6 separate regions of the Mus musculus genome follow, and all the other regions are linked to region 1. The links are chromatin contacts, called in public HiChIP or PLAC-seq maps. All regions are on one chromosome and are shown on one strand. The core of a region is the stretch at or near the end of the contact, and the rest is flanking DNA. Distances in the headings are between cores, read along the strand shown. Region 1 overlaps Myom1 (myomesin 1). Region 2 has its middle 6.6 kb from the start of Gm41610. Region 3 holds the start of Tgif1 (TGFB-induced factor homeobox 1). Region 4 overlaps Emilin2 (elastin microfibril interfacer 2). Region 5 overlaps Emilin2 (elastin microfibril interfacer 2). Region 6 overlaps Lpin2 (lipin 2).

Evidence for each region. HiChIP or PLAC-seq counts read pairs in DNA pulled down with a chosen protein or histone mark.
Region 2: a contact with region 1 is called in a FOXA1 HiChIP or PLAC-seq map of pancreatic cancer cells. The contact joins two enhancer-like sites. A contact is called at or near these places in 1 of 484 Hi-C or Micro-C datasets (liver), 1 of 115 datasets of contacts at active chromatin or transcription factors (pancreatic cancer cells) and 2 of 9 other capture datasets (adipose tissue and liver).
Region 3: a contact with region 1 is called in a FOXA1 HiChIP or PLAC-seq map of pancreatic cancer cells. The contact joins the promoter of Tgif1 here to the enhancer-like site in region 1. A contact is called at or near these places in 1 of 39 promoter capture datasets (liver), 1 of 484 Hi-C or Micro-C datasets (liver), 3 of 115 datasets of contacts at active chromatin or transcription factors (bone marrow-derived macrophages, hepatocytes and pancreatic cancer cells) and 2 of 9 other capture datasets (adipose tissue and liver).
Region 4: a CTCF HiChIP or PLAC-seq map of the NIH/3T3 cell line shows a contact between it and region 1, with 8 read pairs. The contact joins two enhancer-like sites. A contact is called at or near these places in 1 of 15 datasets of contacts at CTCF or cohesin (the NIH/3T3 cell line), 1 of 484 Hi-C or Micro-C datasets (Th1 cells), 3 of 115 datasets of contacts at active chromatin or transcription factors (bone marrow-derived macrophages, kidney and pancreatic cancer cells) and 2 of 9 other capture datasets (adipose tissue and liver).
Region 5: a contact with region 1 is called in a FOXA1 HiChIP or PLAC-seq map of pancreatic cancer cells. The contact joins two enhancer-like sites. A contact is called at or near these places in 2 of 484 Hi-C or Micro-C datasets (cerebellum and liver), 2 of 115 datasets of contacts at active chromatin or transcription factors (the HPC-7 cell line and pancreatic cancer cells) and 4 of 9 other capture datasets (adipose tissue, embryonic stem cells, liver and 1 more).
Region 6: a contact with region 1 is called in an H3K27ac HiChIP or PLAC-seq map of the HPC-7 cell line, with 6 times the contacts expected there. The contact joins two enhancer-like sites. A contact is called at or near these places in 10 of 39 promoter capture datasets (the C10 cell line, the HPC-7 cell line, HPC-7-derived erythroid cells and 8 more), 2 of 15 datasets of contacts at CTCF or cohesin (large pre-B cells and pro-B cells), 13 of 484 Hi-C or Micro-C datasets (B cells, the C10 cell line, the CH12 cell line and 10 more), 3 of 115 datasets of contacts at active chromatin or transcription factors (the HPC-7 cell line, a colorectal cancer cell line and pancreatic cancer cells) and 4 of 9 other capture datasets (adipose tissue, embryonic stem cells, liver and 1 more).

What each region holds. Positions count from the first base shown.
Region 1 is chr17:71,087,811-71,090,392 of GRCm38.p6, forward strand. Myom1 (myomesin 1) reads left to right here. Exons shown (of 37, transcript NM_001083934.1): 20 at 2,013-2,197. Among named protein-coding and RNA genes, the nearest start is that of Myom1, 70 kb to the left of the region's middle. Within about 2 kb of position 1,296, at least 97 of the 459 cell types and tissues checked have an H3K27ac peak or open chromatin away from gene starts, as enhancers often do. A contact at or near this core is called in the HPC-7 cell line, the NIH/3T3 cell line, the STO cell line and 4 more, where this site is marked.
Region 2 is chr17:70,833,407-70,835,988 of GRCm38.p6, forward strand. No RefSeq gene overlaps it. Among named protein-coding and RNA genes, the nearest start is that of Gm41610, 6.6 kb to the right of the region's middle. Within about 2 kb of position 1,300, at least 129 of the 459 cell types and tissues checked have an H3K27ac peak or open chromatin away from gene starts, as enhancers often do. A contact at or near this core is called in liver and pancreatic cancer cells, where this site is marked.
Region 3 is chr17:70,849,903-70,852,484 of GRCm38.p6, forward strand. It overlaps Tgif1 (TGFB-induced factor homeobox 1), which reads right to left and starts at 1,308. Exons shown (of 3, transcript NM_009372.3): 1 at 970-1,308. The coding sequence starts at 985.
Region 4 is chr17:71,289,434-71,292,015 of GRCm38.p6, forward strand. All of the region lies in intron 2 of Emilin2 (elastin microfibril interfacer 2), which reads right to left. Among named protein-coding and RNA genes, the nearest start is that of Emilin2, 20 kb to the right of the region's middle. Within about 2 kb of position 1,283, at least 38 of the 459 cell types and tissues checked have an H3K27ac peak or open chromatin away from gene starts, as enhancers often do. A contact at or near this core is called in the NIH/3T3 cell line, where this site is marked.
Region 5 is chr17:71,266,262-71,268,843 of GRCm38.p6, forward strand. The region is part of intron 4 of Emilin2 (elastin microfibril interfacer 2); the gene reads right to left. Among named protein-coding and RNA genes, the nearest start is that of Emilin2, 43 kb to the right of the region's middle. Within about 2 kb of position 1,305, at least 33 of the 459 cell types and tissues checked have an H3K27ac peak or open chromatin away from gene starts, as enhancers often do. A contact at or near this core is called in the HPC-7 cell line and pancreatic cancer cells, where this site is marked.
Region 6 is chr17:71,249,560-71,252,141 of GRCm38.p6, forward strand. Lpin2 (lipin 2) reads left to right here. Exons shown (of 20, transcript NM_001357791.1): 20 at 1-259. Among named protein-coding and RNA genes, the nearest start is that of Emilin2, 60 kb to the right of the region's middle. Within about 2 kb of position 1,307, at least 104 of the 459 cell types and tissues checked have an H3K27ac peak or open chromatin away from gene starts, as enhancers often do. A contact at or near this core is called in the HPC-7 cell line, the STO cell line, a colorectal cancer cell line and 1 more, where this site is marked.

The DNA.
Region 1 (2,582 bases), core at 46-2,545:
TGAGCCAAGTGAGCACTTGGGAACTTTCTTCCATTTGTCTCTTAAAGGCCAATTAAGAGCATTGCAGATTTACTTCCAGAACCATTTACCACATCCTTCGACACTGCTCTCCCCTTCTCTGAAGCACACACCTACCAATACCCAAATCACTCCCTAGAGGTCAGGCAGAGATGGTGGCTTCTCCCAGTTATCTGCCCTCCCTCCTCTTCCTAGCTCTCCACTAAGTTGCCTACATTGGCTTATCATGCCTGAGTGGGCTATGAGCCTGGCTTCTCTCTACTAAGCCCTAGTATCTATATGTCCACATACCACACTCTCCCCTCAACAGTCATGGAATCTGATTAGCAAATAGTCTGCTTTGGAGGTTGTCCTTGGGGGTGGCTGGATACAAGAGGAAGAAAAGAAAGAAGTAAGCAGAAAAACTTACCCATGTTTATGCCTCATATGGTGCCATAAACCCAAACACATATAAACGTTAAATATTAACAGACTTACTAAGTCATTAAGGTCCCAACTAGTAATGGGCCCATGGTAGATGATTTAATTTTGCTATTGATTTCTGACCCATGTACACAGAACTCCTTGGTTTTATAATCAGCATATCGAACAACTGTCTGTTAGTATCGTAAGTTGTATGAACAGTTCAGATCACACAAAGGCAACCTGTGTGGGCAGCCACCCTGCCCTCTCCACCCATTCTTCTACAAATTCCTCTGTCTGAAGCCCCGAAACCGTGTTCCTGAAGAACTACCATGTTGCCCTACTCAGCAAATACCTCTCTGCTTTCCTTCCTCCAAATGTGAATACAAAGTTTGCAAAAAGAAACAGGAGTTGGTTCAAGCCTTGTTCAACACCAGCAGATCTGCAGAGGCAAACACCTGCCTTTGAGCCAGGTGTTAAAAAATCCTTTCTGCCACCGCCACACAGGTAGATCTGTTTCCAAATTCTTACAGTTCTGAAAGTTCAATGTGACTGTCTACAGACTTAGCCCCCACAAAGGAAGCATGCTGATGAAACAGTTGCAGGGTGGGCTCAGTAGAGAAGCATCCCAGAAACCTCCCTGATGTGTCCTTGACTTAGGGAGGAGCGTTGGGCAAGCAGCTGTCAGGAGCTGTTCTAAACACAGTGCTTTGCCTTCCTTCCCTTGTGAAGGTGACTAACCTAAGGTACGACTTAAATGACACATGGAGAGTCACAAGGGGAACAAGTAAGTGGCAGGGTCAGGACTTGAACTGTGGCCTTCCTCTTCTCAGAGGTGACAGAGCAGCATCTAGTCCACCTGTAGAGAAGGCTGACTGCCCCACTGGCTGCAAGGATGACCCAAGTTCATAGTCACCAAAGCCCTTCGCTGAGCAGAACATGCCGTACTATTTGATAATAATATTTAAATATACTTTCATAGAAAATATTAGGAAACAAGAACGGTACCTACTTGAAATTGCTAAACCAAAGTAAATAAGAAGGCAAATATTGAACTGCCAGTTGCATAAGGCTGAAGCCTAGCACGGCAACGTCAGTGTTTGCAGTTGGTGTCGAGTCACTGTGAGTCATGTCAGGTGATTCTGATCGGATGGCTCGACAGAAGTTGTTTATTTGAAAGAAGAAAAGAGATATGCGCTTGAATAACAGCCAGTGGTCACAAAAAGGTACACATGGTGACATCATAGTTTAGAGTGGAAAAAAATGCAGCCACGTACACACAGCACACATCGCAGGATCTTTTCTTCAGAAAGTTGTCAAGGCTCCTGAGGATGTGTGCTAGTTACCCTCAGAGTGACTGAAATAAGTGAGGATTGTGTCTACCCTAAAACAGCCTGTGCTCAAGTGGCCGTATAGCAGCCATGGACACTTGCAGTGGCTACAGTATGCCTGCTTTCAGGAGACTGATAGGTTTCTTAAAGAGAATGCCATCCTGAGGGTCAGCTCAGAGACCCTAAGGGTGACATAGGAGTGTGCTCAGAGCGAGTCTCCTCACGTACACAGACTTCTGCCGCTCTCTCTCCCTGACTCAGGACCACCACACAGCGTGAAGCTCAGTGAAGTCAGGAAGAACTCCCTGGTTCTCCAGTGGAAGCCTCCAGTCTACTCAGGCCGGACTCCAGTCACGGGTTACTTTGTGGACCTGAAGGAAGCCAGTGCCAAAGATGACCAATGGCGAGGACTTAATGAGGCAGCCATTGTGAACAAGTACCTGAGGGTGAGAGGCTGCTTGTGACTCAGAGCTTCCTCTCCCTAAGCAGGAAAACTACTAACACTAAGCTAACATAGTCAGACCCAGTTTCATATTTTAGGCTCCTGGTAAGATTCCATCCTCTTGGCAGTCATCAGTGTTGGGGTTTTTTTGTTTGTTTTTTTTTTGTCTTTTTGACTCTTGAAACATGGGTGACCTTTCACCCAAATTCTTTATGCTTGCATGAACATGGAGCGCCTACTGGACTGGGTTCACTGACCCTTGACCTTCACCTCACCCTTACTCTAGATCCCCTGAGTGAGCTCACTGAACCCGCGCCTCACTCACACGCAGGTGTTGCTTATAAGCAGCAGGTTCTCTTACTTGTGTGGGCTGTGTCTTGTGAGCCAAA
Region 2 (2,582 bases), core at 50-2,549, 250 kb before region 1:
GAGTGGTATTGTTTTAAATACCAAATCTTACATAAAGAAATTAAGCTTTTCAAAGATTCTGAATAATATTCCTTAGAAGGCTCTACGTAGCTCCAAGGAAAAGGTTTGCCTCGAACTGACCAGGTCCTGAGTTCAAGCCCTAGTACCATATAAAAAGGACAAAAAGCTTGCTACACAAATAGTTCTTCCTCCTACCTCCACACCCGCGCTATCACAACATAAGCCATCAGTAAATCAGAGCCAGGGAGACAGAAGGTGCCAACCAGTGACCTGAGTTCAACCTCCTAAAGAAGATGAAGGAGATACCTGGCAGTTCCCAGTGTACTCCTCCAGACACTTGCCTACATGTGCACCCTCAGCACACACAAAATACGTGTCAAGTTTTTAAAAATCATTCTTGAATCCCAAATGGGATTAAGATCCCAGAACCAAGAAAATCCAAAGGCAAGCAGGAACTAAAATTTGAGAATAGAAAGGACTACTAGCGGGATGTGGAGACGGAAGACAGCAGGGAGAATGTGGACCTTGAGGCCAGCTAGGTCTGTAAAGTGAAACTTTGTCTCAAAACACAGATAAGATAGATAGATAGATAGATAGATAGATAGATAGATAGATAGATAGATAGATAGGATAGATGCATATATTCATACATATATACATACATACATGGAGTGAAACTTGTCTCAAAACACAGATAAGTAGGTAGGTAGATAAGATAAATAGAAAAGATAGATGCATACATTCATTTATACATACATACATACACACACACACACACACACACACACACACACACACACGGAGAGAAACTTAGTCTCAAACCAGATAGATAGATAGATAGATAGATATAGATAGATAGTCAGACAGACTGGTTGACTCTGTTGGTTAGTTTTGTAGTTTCTGTATCAAAATTTCAAACCACTGCCTTCCTGGTATAGAGTTCCCTCAAACTGGGGCTTTTCACATCACCTTCCGCCAGCAAGCATTACATGATATGCCCATCTCCACTTCTCCGCAAAGGAGCTCGAGTCAGGTCCTCCTCTGGACGAAGAAATCTGAGTTAGCAGTTGGCCCAGCCCTCTGCAAATGGCACACGGGGCTGGCAGTGGCTGCACCTTGCGGACCGAGGACAATAGTCCGGTGCGAAGCTTGGCGTTTGTGTGCGGACCCAGGGGGCGGGGTGGGGGTGGGAGCCTCAGAAACAGGAAGGCCGAGATTACAGTCGGTTTTACAGCTCTTTTGAAGTCGCCGGGAGCCAGCTCGGGAAGCCTGCAGGCTGTGAGCACGTTGATCAAAGGTCCCTTTGCGGGCTCAAATTAACAGGGAGCTGGCGAGCCCGCGCAGCACCTGCCTGGGAAGAGCAGCGCCACAGCAAACCGGCTCATCTTGCCGGGAGGTGAGCCTCTCAAAAAGCTTGCCCAGGCAAAGTACTTAGGTTCTGTCTGGGTCGGAGGGGAAAGGCGTGGTCTGTTTTCTTTGCGTAGAGATATTTATTTTTAACGTTGATCTTTACGCCACTAGAGCCCTCCCCCCTCCGCTCTAATCCACAAGCAACCCCTTTTCAAAAATGGATGGATGAGTTGAGATTGGGAGAGGAATGAATGGTTTTATCATAAAATTGCGCCGGCCCCTTTACGCAGCGTTGTCCCTTTCATCCCTATTAAAAGCCATAGTATTGATAGGGTTTTTTGTTTTGTTTTGTTTTTTAAAGAGTAGCCCTAAAGGGTCAGAATAAAAACAAACACACTGGAAAACAAAGCCCGTGGGCTCAGAGAGCTGATGCCTAGAAAAGAAAGTGAAAAGTTATGTATAGTTGGGTGTTAATACACCGAGAAGCTGCGGAGAGCGCACAGGAGTTCATTGTGTCAGACTCTTTGTAGTTAATGAGACTTAGGAAATCCCCGAGGACTCGGCAGTGCCTCGAGTCTTCCTAAGGAGCAGATGTGGTCAAAAGGAAAATGGAGAAGGGGTAACTTGGTAGACAACAGAGGATAGAGGTATTTAGAAAATAAAATTATAAACGATCATTTGCCAAGGCAACTCCAAAATCCTTTAGAGTATAGGGTGGTTTTGTTCATTTGTTTTTTGGGGTTATCTCTTTGCAAGTCATTTGATTTCAAATGCAGTGCTCGCACAGCATGCAGAATCTGCTGGGGATTGAGGGCTGCATTACAGCCCATAGCCTCAGACAGGCTGAACTCACCAGCCAGCCAGCTTCCTCCCCCTGTACAGCAGTAACAACACCTCTCACTAGGGTTGTGAAGTCTAAACGACTGTACATAAGGTGCCCAATAAATAAGATAATGTGATAAGTGGCAATATAAGGTGTGCAATAGATAGACTATTACTTTTAAGTCAATCTGACTTTGTGTTTCTATGTTTACACATGTAGTATTTGGAAATGAACCTTGGACTTTAAGAACGCTTGGAGTCATTGAACCACACCCAACTCCTATTCTGACATTTCACTGCTATCCAGGATTTACAGAAAATGTTAGAAAAACTCTGCAGCAATGTTATTTTGAAATTTATAAAGCCTTTACAAAAATGTGAAGAAAGATGTATATATTTGTGGCATCTTG
Region 3 (2,582 bases), core at 58-2,557, 240 kb before region 1:
TTGAACCACTCCACATAAATCACAACAAAAAAAGCCAACTCCAGTCCACGACTGGAACACTCGAGGGACCTCCCAGTCAGGGACTCCAAAGTTAGCTTCAAAAGGGACTTCACAGTCTTTGACCTTTTGGGTTTTTTTTTTCCCCCCTTCCTCCCCAGTGTGTTTTGTTTTTAAACCAGACTGACGGCAAGTTTTAGTTGTAAAGCTTTGGTGGAAACAATGACAGCCTCGCTTTTTGCACTTACAACCAAGCCTGCTTGTCACACTTGGACAGTTTTCGACTGCATGGTACTTGTGTTCTAACAGCACACGCGGTCCTAAATTCATCGTGGGAAAACTTTCAGAAACTAGTAAAAATTTTAAAGTCCATCTTTCCAAAGCTATGCTCGCCCTAGGGCGATATGTGTGGGGGTCCCGGATCACATTCCTTTGATAGTGAAAAACACATCTCTTTAAAAAAAAAAAAAAAAAAAACATTGCCAGGATCCGGCGAGGAGTGAGAGAACACCCGGAACTACAAACTTTTAGACAAAAGGTAAGGCGACTGGAATTCGCCAAGGACCCCCCACAGGGAAAAGCGAGGTGCCAGGGTCTCCTAGAACATCAACCGCAAAGCCCTGCCCCAGAAACGGCACTAGAAACCACGCGGCGCCTGGGCCGAGCATGGGGTGTCAGGAAGACAATGAAACTTGGAGGCGTACAAACAAGGCGCTGAGCGTGGTTCTTGACAACGTGCCAACAGCGTGGCGCGGCTCAGCCTCCCCACAACAGCCCCTCGGGTTGTGTCTAGAAGGAAAAGAACACCAACTGCCATCAGAGACACAGCCTCAACAAAGAGAACAGCCACCAATCCAGCCGGGGAGCCACTGGTCCGAAAAGTCCCATCAAGTCAGTGTTCTCCCGATCCGGCGCGGCCCGCACATGTCCCGCACTGGTGCCCCGGGCGCTCACAGCCCGCCGCCACCTTACCCTTCTTGCTTTTCATTCTGGAACTCGAGTCCCAGTGAGAGGTGAAGCTGGGGTTTCTAGGAGCCAGCAGCCGTGGAGTGGCGGGAGGGTAGTCGATGATCCTCCTCCTATACTAGTGCTCCGGTAACTTACAAGAGAGTGTTCCAACCACTATTGCTAAACAAGGTGCTCCGGTCTCAGGCGCTGGCTTCTGGGTTGGAATTCAAGTGACACTTGGGCTTCCTCCAGTCGGGATCTTCTGGCAGCCAGCCGGGGGTTCTCCCTGGCCCAATTCCCTCCCTCCCTACTCAGCTCCTTTGTTTCCCGCTCCACTCGGCGCACCTCGGCGCTGTCAGAGTGAGAGAGCAGAGGGAAGGTACAGGAGGTCCTGCCTCCGCCCCCAACCGCCCGCCCCGTCCCCCGCCCGCCCCGCCGCGCTCCTCTGCCCCTCCCCCGCACCTTCCAGCTCCACAACCCTGGGCCTGGGGGCCGAGATCACCCGTCCCTCTACGCGCTGGCGGAACCCAGAAGCAGGGTCATGCCTGCCTGCCCGTGGCGAGAGCACCATCTCCATCCCTCAGCTCTCAGCGGCCACACTGGTTTCTCTTTTGGGGCCTTTCCTCCCCGGGCTAGCGAAGAGTGCATTTAGTTTGTAAAGGATGGAGAGAGGTTTAAGGACATCTCCTCTGTCCACCCCAGAGAAGAAAAGACACCCCCATCCTTGTTTTTGACAGCTGCCCCAAACTTCACTGTCTCTGCTCCAGCCGCCGGAGGCAGCAGCTTCTGATTCAAGGGGTGGGGCACCGAAGGAAAAGTATTCCAGACAAGAATCAACTTCTTCCAGAAGGCGCAGCTGCCATTGACACGCGGGCGCGGCACAGCGCACCCTCCTCCTCGTGGACTCTTCTGCCAACAGCGACAGTGGGGGTGGGGGGAGGCAGACATAGTCACCGTGGGCAAATGTCTATTCCCCCGGGCTAAAGCTCTGAGTTCCGGATTGGATTGCAAGGCAGTTTCGAAATCTAACACGTTGCGAATAGACACTTGTCATGCTCACATGCTCTTTAAACGTCTGGGCTAGGGGGACGGCCAGAGCGCGCGTGTGCCCCACTGCGACTCCCCCACCCCCACGCGCCTTTTTAAAAAGATGGGGGACTACGCCGGGACTGCTCATCTGTTTCAGTAAACAGTGTCTACTTTGTGTGCTAATATCCCACCAGAGGACACCCTTCAGTATTTCAAACAGAAACTAGCCATTAAATAAACACTCATTCCTATTGGTTTATTTTGCTTGAGAGGGGAGCTCCAAAGAGTTGAACGAAGAATCGAGAATCGTCCCCTCCCCAAATACAAGCCAGATGCTGTTATGGCTGACTTCGAGACGCGCACGCCCGCACTTCTGGGTCTAGTTTTCACCTATGCCCGGTTGTTTAAAAAAAAAAAAAAAAAAAAAAAAAAAAAAAGCAAAGAAAAGCAACTGTCACATGTCACAGAAGACTTTCCCCATAGAGGGGGGGAAAAACCCCAAACGTAAATAAGCTGAGCAGCGACGTCACCGCCGGTGTCTGTCTCCAGTTTCGGCTTTGTGGCTGTTCTGGTTTTGTGACCTCGGTGGAGATCCGGCAGGAGGAGAC
Region 4 (2,582 bases), core at 33-2,532, 200 kb after region 1:
AGGGGCAAGTTAGGTTTCAAAACCCACTCAGTCTTTTGCCTTGATCATACAGAGTAATGAGTAGGTTTCCCCACACAATTTATAATTATCCTGGAGAAAAAAAAAAAAAGAAGTCTTCATTCCTAAAGAAAGGATTAAAGAAAACTCAGTGTCAAGCCCTCCCCAACTCAGCTACAGCAGATAATGGAGCTGTTATTCTTGGGTTAGCTCATGCATGGGACCTGCCTTCTGAGCAACTCAGTCGAGGTTATCTGGTGCTGGCCGCATCCAGCCCATCAACCATAGATTAAGGCTGTGTTCCAAGGAGGCCGCATTCTTAGCTCTGAGAAGTACATCCCCAGATCAAGTCACTGGGTGTTGGGAAAGAAAAGGGAGTCTGAGCGTGAGCCAGCTCACATGGTTTTAAATAAGAGCTCTCTATGGGAGGCCCATCTCTGTTGTAGGCTGTTCTTCCCATATGTACGGCTTCGGTTCTCATTCCTCTACTCTGTTTCCACATTCCTAGCAGCAGAAATCACAGAGAAACCAGCTCCCCTCCACTCCCTAATGAACTCATCCTTGTGTTCCCACAGTGTGGACCATGAGAACATCTGCTGGCCTGGGTCTGTGAGCCAGCCTTTCTTCTCAGAGCTACTGAAGAAGAATCTAATTTCTAGGTGTGTGTGTGTGTCTGTATGTCTGTGTGTGTCTGTGTGTGTCTGGGTATCTGTGTGTCTATGTGTGTGTGTGTTGTGCATCTGTGTGTCTGTATGTGCATAGGTGTCTGTGTGTCTGTGCCTGTATGTCTGTGTGTCTGTGTGTCTGTGCCTGTGTGTCTGTGTGTGTGTGTGTCTGTGTTTCTCTGTGTTTCTGTGTGTGTCTGTATGTGTATGTGTGTGTGTGTGAATTCATGTACACTAAAATGTATGTAGGTCAAAGGACAACTTGCACAAGGTGGTTCTCACTCTCCACCATGTAGGGTCCAGGTACCAAACTCTTCCCTCAGTGGCAATTACCTTCACCCACTAAGTCATCTTGACAACCTAAGACCTCTATTTTGATCACTCCCTTTCTTTTTGAATTGTCTGGACACTCCTACAAAACAAAACAAAACAAAACACTATAAGTCTACAGCTCTCCTTCACTCAGCTCAGAGGAGGCTTTGCAACCTCTGTCCTCCCGTTTCAAAGTTCAGTGCGCCTCCATTCATCTGCACTCCCAACCATGTTCTCAAACCACTTTGGAGTGGTGGATACTATACAAATTTGGCTGTGCCATCCAGCCACTAATTAACTCCAGGCCTTTCCACAAAGTCTCTGGACTGTGGCAAGCCTTTAGGCCACACCCATAACAAGATTGCAATCCCTCAGAAATGGAAAACGTAGAGACTGAAGAAACTTCTCCATGGATATAAGAAGAGGTTCTTCTGTTGTACCAACCCATGCTCACTTTAAAATCGTCATCATCTGAAACACAGGGACACTGTTCTCTAAGCTATGGTCACACTGGGGGAAGGATAAAAGCATCCGAAATAAGAAGTTTGCACCTATCTCCAGACACCAAACCCTGCTGCTTTGCTGATGCCAAGAAGTGCTTGCTGACAGGAGCCTGATATAGCTTTCCCCTGAGAGGCTCTGCCAGAGCCTGACAGATACAGATGCAGATGCTTGTAGCCAACCATTGGACTGAGCACAGGGTCCCCAACCGAGGAGTTAGGAAAATGACTGAAGGAGCTGAAGGGGTTTGCAACCTCATAGGAAGAACAACATTATCAACTGACCAGACACCCCCAGAGCTCCCAGGGACTAAACCACCAACCAAAGACCCATGGCTCCAGCTGCATGTGTAGCAGAGGCTGGCCTTATCTGACATCAATGGGAAGGGAGGCTCTTAGTCCTGTGAAGGCTAGATACCCCAGTATAGGGGAATGCTAGGATGGTGAGGCAGGAGTGCATGGGTGCGTGGGGGAGCACCTTCATAGAAGCAGGGGTAGAGAGGATATGATAGAGGGTTCCCGGTGGAGAAACCGGGAAAGGGATAACAGTTGAAATGTAAATAAATAAAATATTCAATTAAAAAAAAAGTTTGCACCTCTTACAGCCTCGGAGTCCTTGAATAACACAGTGATGGAAGCCATTCTCACTCACCGGTGCTCTGCTAAGAGAGCAGGCTTTCTCTATTGGAAGAATGCTGCCATTGCCCAACCCCCACGCCAAGTTCTAAATATGTAACAAGCATTAAGAGTGGAGGGCACTGCTCACCAAGATAAAGAAAGAATTGGGGCTAGGAAAATAGTTGGGTCAGTAAAGTACTGGACATGCAAGAGTGAAGGCCCCAAGCTCAGATTTCCAGCACCCAGATTATTAAAAATCTGGTGTTATAGCACACACCTCTAATCCCAGTGCTATGAAACCCAAGATATGGGGATTTCTGAGGATTGCTGGCCTGTCTATCCAATCAAGTTCAATGAAAGGCTCTCTATGTTTTTTTAAAAGTAGAAAACAATAGAAGAGTAATCTCTAAGATCTATCCACCTTTGGCCATAACATATATGTGTACCCACGGTCATGTGAACACATGGGCACATAGACCTACACACACAT
Region 5 (2,582 bases), core at 55-2,554, 180 kb after region 1:
CCTAGCCACATCGTGTGGCACAACCAGATTCTGACCCTCTTTTCCCATGGCAGCCTCTCACCTTCTGTCTCACTGAAACACTTAGGTTTGCAACAGAACAAATCCATTCCTGTCCCAGAGCCTTCCGGACCATCTTCCTGCTAAATTAATTCTTGCTTCCCGTTATCTATCTATTCTGTTTTATCTTTCCTCGGGGTACTGATTGCTAACTAAAGTCAAACTTTCACCACCATGGCTGTTCTTCTTTTCCTCTAGAGTGTCAGATCCATGATGGCTGAGACAGGACAGAGCTTAGGAGAGATCTGCTAAATAATCTACTGAACCAGGTGTGGCGATACCTGTGACCTAGGAACTCAGGAGGTTGAGGTAGAACAATTACCATGAGTTCAAGGCCAGACTGGGATCTAGGTAAGAGAATAAGTGAATGAAACATGAATGAATGAATGAATGAATGAATGAATGAATGAATGAAAATGTAAAGAGTCAGGAGAGCTGCAGGCAAGAGCAATGAAATACTATAGTGATTACCTGCAATCCCAGGACTGGGGGGGGGGGGGGGAGGCAGGGAAATCTCAAGATCTAGTCATTCTAAGAATGAATGGTAATTAGTAGTAGTAGTAGTAGTAGTAGTAGTAGTAATAGTAGTAGTAGTAGTAGTAGTAGTTGTTCATTTTTCAGAAATTGTATACCCATCAGAGTCTCAGGAGATTCATATATATATATATACATACATACATATATATATATACACATATACATGTATGAGTTTATATATAAATATGTGTGTCCATATATGTGTGTGTGTATATATGAATGAGAGCCTTTTTTGCATATGAATCCTTTTTAAGCCCAGGCAAGAGCACATGCCTTGATAGGATACAAGAAAGACCCTCCTGAGGCCAGCTGCATAACTGAGTCCACCTATGGACCTCACAAGAGCAGACAATAGGAACCTGAGTTATATCTTGACCTGTCATCAAGCTGTACCTTAGGCCCAGTCCCCTCCTCCGGGCTGGTTCTAATTATGGGAGGAGGGACTCGCCGTGTCTCCCAATATGACAGTGTGTTACCCTTCAAAGGCTGGTTTGCTGTGACCAACAGAATGAATGAGGCAGAAGTGATTCCAAGCTACCTTGCCCCCGCCTGTCTGGACCACAGCTTTGCTTTCCATCTGTGGGCCGGTTGCCAGCTGTACCTAAGAGTGGCAGGATGTGAGGAAGCCCACGAGGACACATGTGGAGCAGGGCGACATGGAGGCTCACCACAACTCCAGGACCGTGGCCTACATGAACCTGATCCTTCCTCCAAACACAAAACACAGCTAAGAGGGTGACTCAGGCTGAGTACACAAGACAGCAGCAGAGCCTAGTTACCCTGCACAAGCCCTTGACCCAGGAATGACGGAAAATAACTACCATGGAGATTGGGGTAGGAGATTGCGCGGCAAAATATAACTCCTGTTCACACCAAAGTCTTCCCCCAAATGCCCCCTCTTCCTGCCTTTGAGTTCCACCCACTCCTCATTTATCCATTCACATTTCTTCTAGAAGTTTCTCTCATTCTCTCACCCCACTGCTCACCCTGCCATTTCTCTCAACTATGCTCAGTTATTACTTTCTTCAGCCTGAAGGCTCAGCCCTGTGCCTTTTCCCTTTGAGAAGCCCTGTGGGGATCCTAGTGAGGGGAACAGCCAGTTCTTGTGGCCCCTTTTGTTTGGCTCTCCGCCAGACTTTTGTATTCACATTTGCTACATACTAAGCCCCCATTTACTATGTCCAGGGGTGCACAGAGAGCTTGTGAGTCCACAGGCCCTTTGTACTGTAATACCTGCTCCTTCCTTGACTACAGACTGCATTGCCCCTCACAGATCTGAGGATGCTTTCTGAGGAGAGATGGCACGTGTGATCTCTGCACCCCTCAGAGAGTCTCACGTGCGGTTACAGTCGGTGCTTAGCAAATACTCTGTTGTCTTTTAACTGGTTGACATGTGACTTCAACCTTAGCTACAGGGTCACTCCAGATCCCAGGTCTCCTGGGCCTGTTGGCGCTGGAAGTCAGAGGACACCACTCACTTATTTTTGGCTCCTCTCCATCACAAGTTCTCCCAAGCCCACATGATCTGCACTCACAGCATGACCCCCAAACTGAAGGATGATACATGGAAACCGATTTGTCTCCAGACCTACCCGTCTCCAACTCCGCATAGACGAGCCTCAGAATGGACACAGATTCCCACGCTGTCCAGCACTGCCAATTAACTGGAAATATCTGGCTGTACCTATTATTGTAGAACCCAGTCCAGACAGCATTTTGACCACAAGGGACAATTACCCTCTGAACACATGGGACTCATGACCTTAACTCTACATTCCAGAGATACAGGGGCTGGGAGATCTGAGGTGGAGACTGTGACTGTGTACTACAGATAGCTAAGCCTGGGCACAGTGGCCAGTTCACAGCCGTGCTTGGCCCTGGTGACACTTTATCTATGAAATGAGCACCATGCTCTAGGACAAAGCCCAGAGCACAGCTGCCTGACTGCCATGAATTCTCCCCACACCTCATGAGGTTCCAGGATCTGG
Region 6 (2,582 bases), core at 57-2,556, 160 kb after region 1:
TTCCAGGTGAAAAATTCTTTTTTTGACCTGAAGGCAGAGGAAAGAGTTCCCTGCTAATGATTCCATTCAGCTGATGAAGTACTTGATTATTAGAGAGCAGTGCCACTAAGCAGCTTTAAGTTGTCCGTAATCATTGTAAACATCAGTGCAGTACCTTCAATATGGTAAAGATGTTGTCTTCAGATGAATGGCTCATATTTTGGTGCAGTGTTTGATGTTCACAAAAAAATGTTACAATAATAAACTAACATAAACTGATTGCATTGGGCTCCTTCCTTCAGGGACTTTGACCGTATCAGTGCCAGAGATTGATAATTACAATTACCAGTTATACATAAACATCACTTTGGCTTTGCTGACTTGCTTGTCTAAAGGAGGGACGACCTCTTCCTGTTGCTCCCTTGCAAACCCTGGCTCCAGAAGAGAAGCTCCGCCCACAGGAACTATGTCTGCCTTGTAGATTCTGTCAAGAAGTGATTTGTCCATCCATCATTTCCCTACACTCTAGTTCCCACACCAGCCCTTCAGAGTCTCCTGGCCATGCTGCTCAGTTTTAATGCCTCACCTTTATTAAGCCTTTCCTGGGTAGCAGCAGGTAACAGTCCATCAGATTAACAGAGTACCCATGAACTTTTTGTAGCACAAGCCCACATCATATGATTGATGGCAAAAGTTAATGTGACATCATCCTCCCTCAGGTCACTGGGCAGCAGATACTACGTCTGCTGGATCGCACAGGAACCACAAGTCTTGGCAGTGGGGCTATATTTTTGTCCTAGAAAATATCTGATTCCTCTAGGCAGTTTTAAGTGCTATGAGAGGATAGAGTTTGGCAGCCCTCACCCCTGTACCTGCATGTGTACCTCCTTCCATGGTAAGATGGCACAAGAGAAGCACAGATTGTGTTTACAAAGTGGATGGGGGCCAGACACCGCCACTCTTGAGACTGTAGGCCTGGAGTTATGGTATCCACTTCCTTTCATGAAGCAGATACGTGGGAAACAAGACCAATCGTCACTGGGAATGCTGACTATATGCTAATCTGGAAATGATTTAAAATACACCTCAGGCATTCCTCCTTGCAGATCCCATTTAATAGTATTTAGTCATTTTAATGGTGCCGTTTGGTGGTGGTACGTATCAAGGGCAAATTGCTCCAGTTCTTAAAAAGCACTGCCTTTTTCTCAAGTCACCAAAGCTCCCTGATTAGAGAAGTTGTACCCTGAACCTGGTGACCCTGTGGTATGTACCAGTCACTTAGTCCTCTTAGGAGGACTACTTGAGGCCAGCATCAATTAAAAGTACTGAGTAAGTACTTAAACTCTGTTTATACCTCTGACTCACTCATGGACACATGACTAGAAGGGGTGTGGTGACTTAGGGAGGGGCCATTGCTCCAAACTCCCCTCCTCCAGACACGCTCTAGCTGTCCCTGTTTTTCATCTCCAAAAAAAGACTGGGGCTCCCATTTTAAACCCATCTCCTGCGTGGGCTGGAGTCCAGTTTGCATCCTGTTTTGTCTTCCAGTGAGCACATGCCTACTGCTGTGGCCCAGCTCACTCCGCCTTGCTTGTTGGATAGAGCGAGCTAGCTAAGTGCACCTCTGCCAGTAACGAAGTCACACACTGGATGATCAAGGTCTGTTGGATGCTCGAGAGACCTGTCTGGGAATGGGGAACACAGTGGCCGTACATCTCCGGTCGGGCCCCTGCCTTACAGCCACTGAACACTTGGCCACTTTGGCACTGAATATGGTCTTCAAAGAAGAGGGAAGGAAACGGACAGAAACATTCGTGTGAGCCAGCCGGGCTTTCCTAAAAGTACTGCTGCTCAGGGTTTTCCATGCGTCATTTCTCAGACAGCAGAGGGCACGCTGACCTTGGTAGCCAACTCCCCAGCTGTGGAAAACCGGGCAGTCCATGACCCGCCTTCCAAATATCCCATAATAACTTTGCAGACAGTCCTTGGAACCTAGTATATTTTGACTACATTAGACTCTTCTGCCAACTGGTTTAGGAGCAAGGCAAGGCTATTGAAACTGGTTTCCCTGTCTGCGCCTTCCACTAGGGACCTGGGGGAGTTGCCTTTCCCTACAGGTGCTGGCTGACAGACCTGGGTGCCTAGAGCTGTGTGCTGCTGTTGGGAAAGTGTCGTGTCAGGCCTCCCAGACCCAAATGTGCTTGTCTTCTCAAATGATCTCCGTTTCCAGCCGGCCCCCCATTTTATATGGGGGGGGGGCTTGTTGCTTAGGAACCAGAGTTTGTAGCCAGAGTTTGTAGTGCTATCTCTGCCAGTGAGCTGTGCAGTGGAGCAACAAGAAGTCAGGCTCATTAGCCTGCAACCAGCTCACCTCCCCTAACAGAGGCCCTCTTCAGCCGCAGGGCCACGGTACACCCTGACCTTCAAGGACATCTGGATGTGGTTTTCCAGCCAAAATCAAACCCCAAATGTCTAAAGCCTGGAAGCTGGCAGGTATGGGATGTTTTACATAACGACTGGGGTTAATTTACACAGTATTCTTTCAGCCATAAAAAATGCTCTAGTTTGTTCCCACCCCACCCCCGCCCCCGGTAACTCCCAAT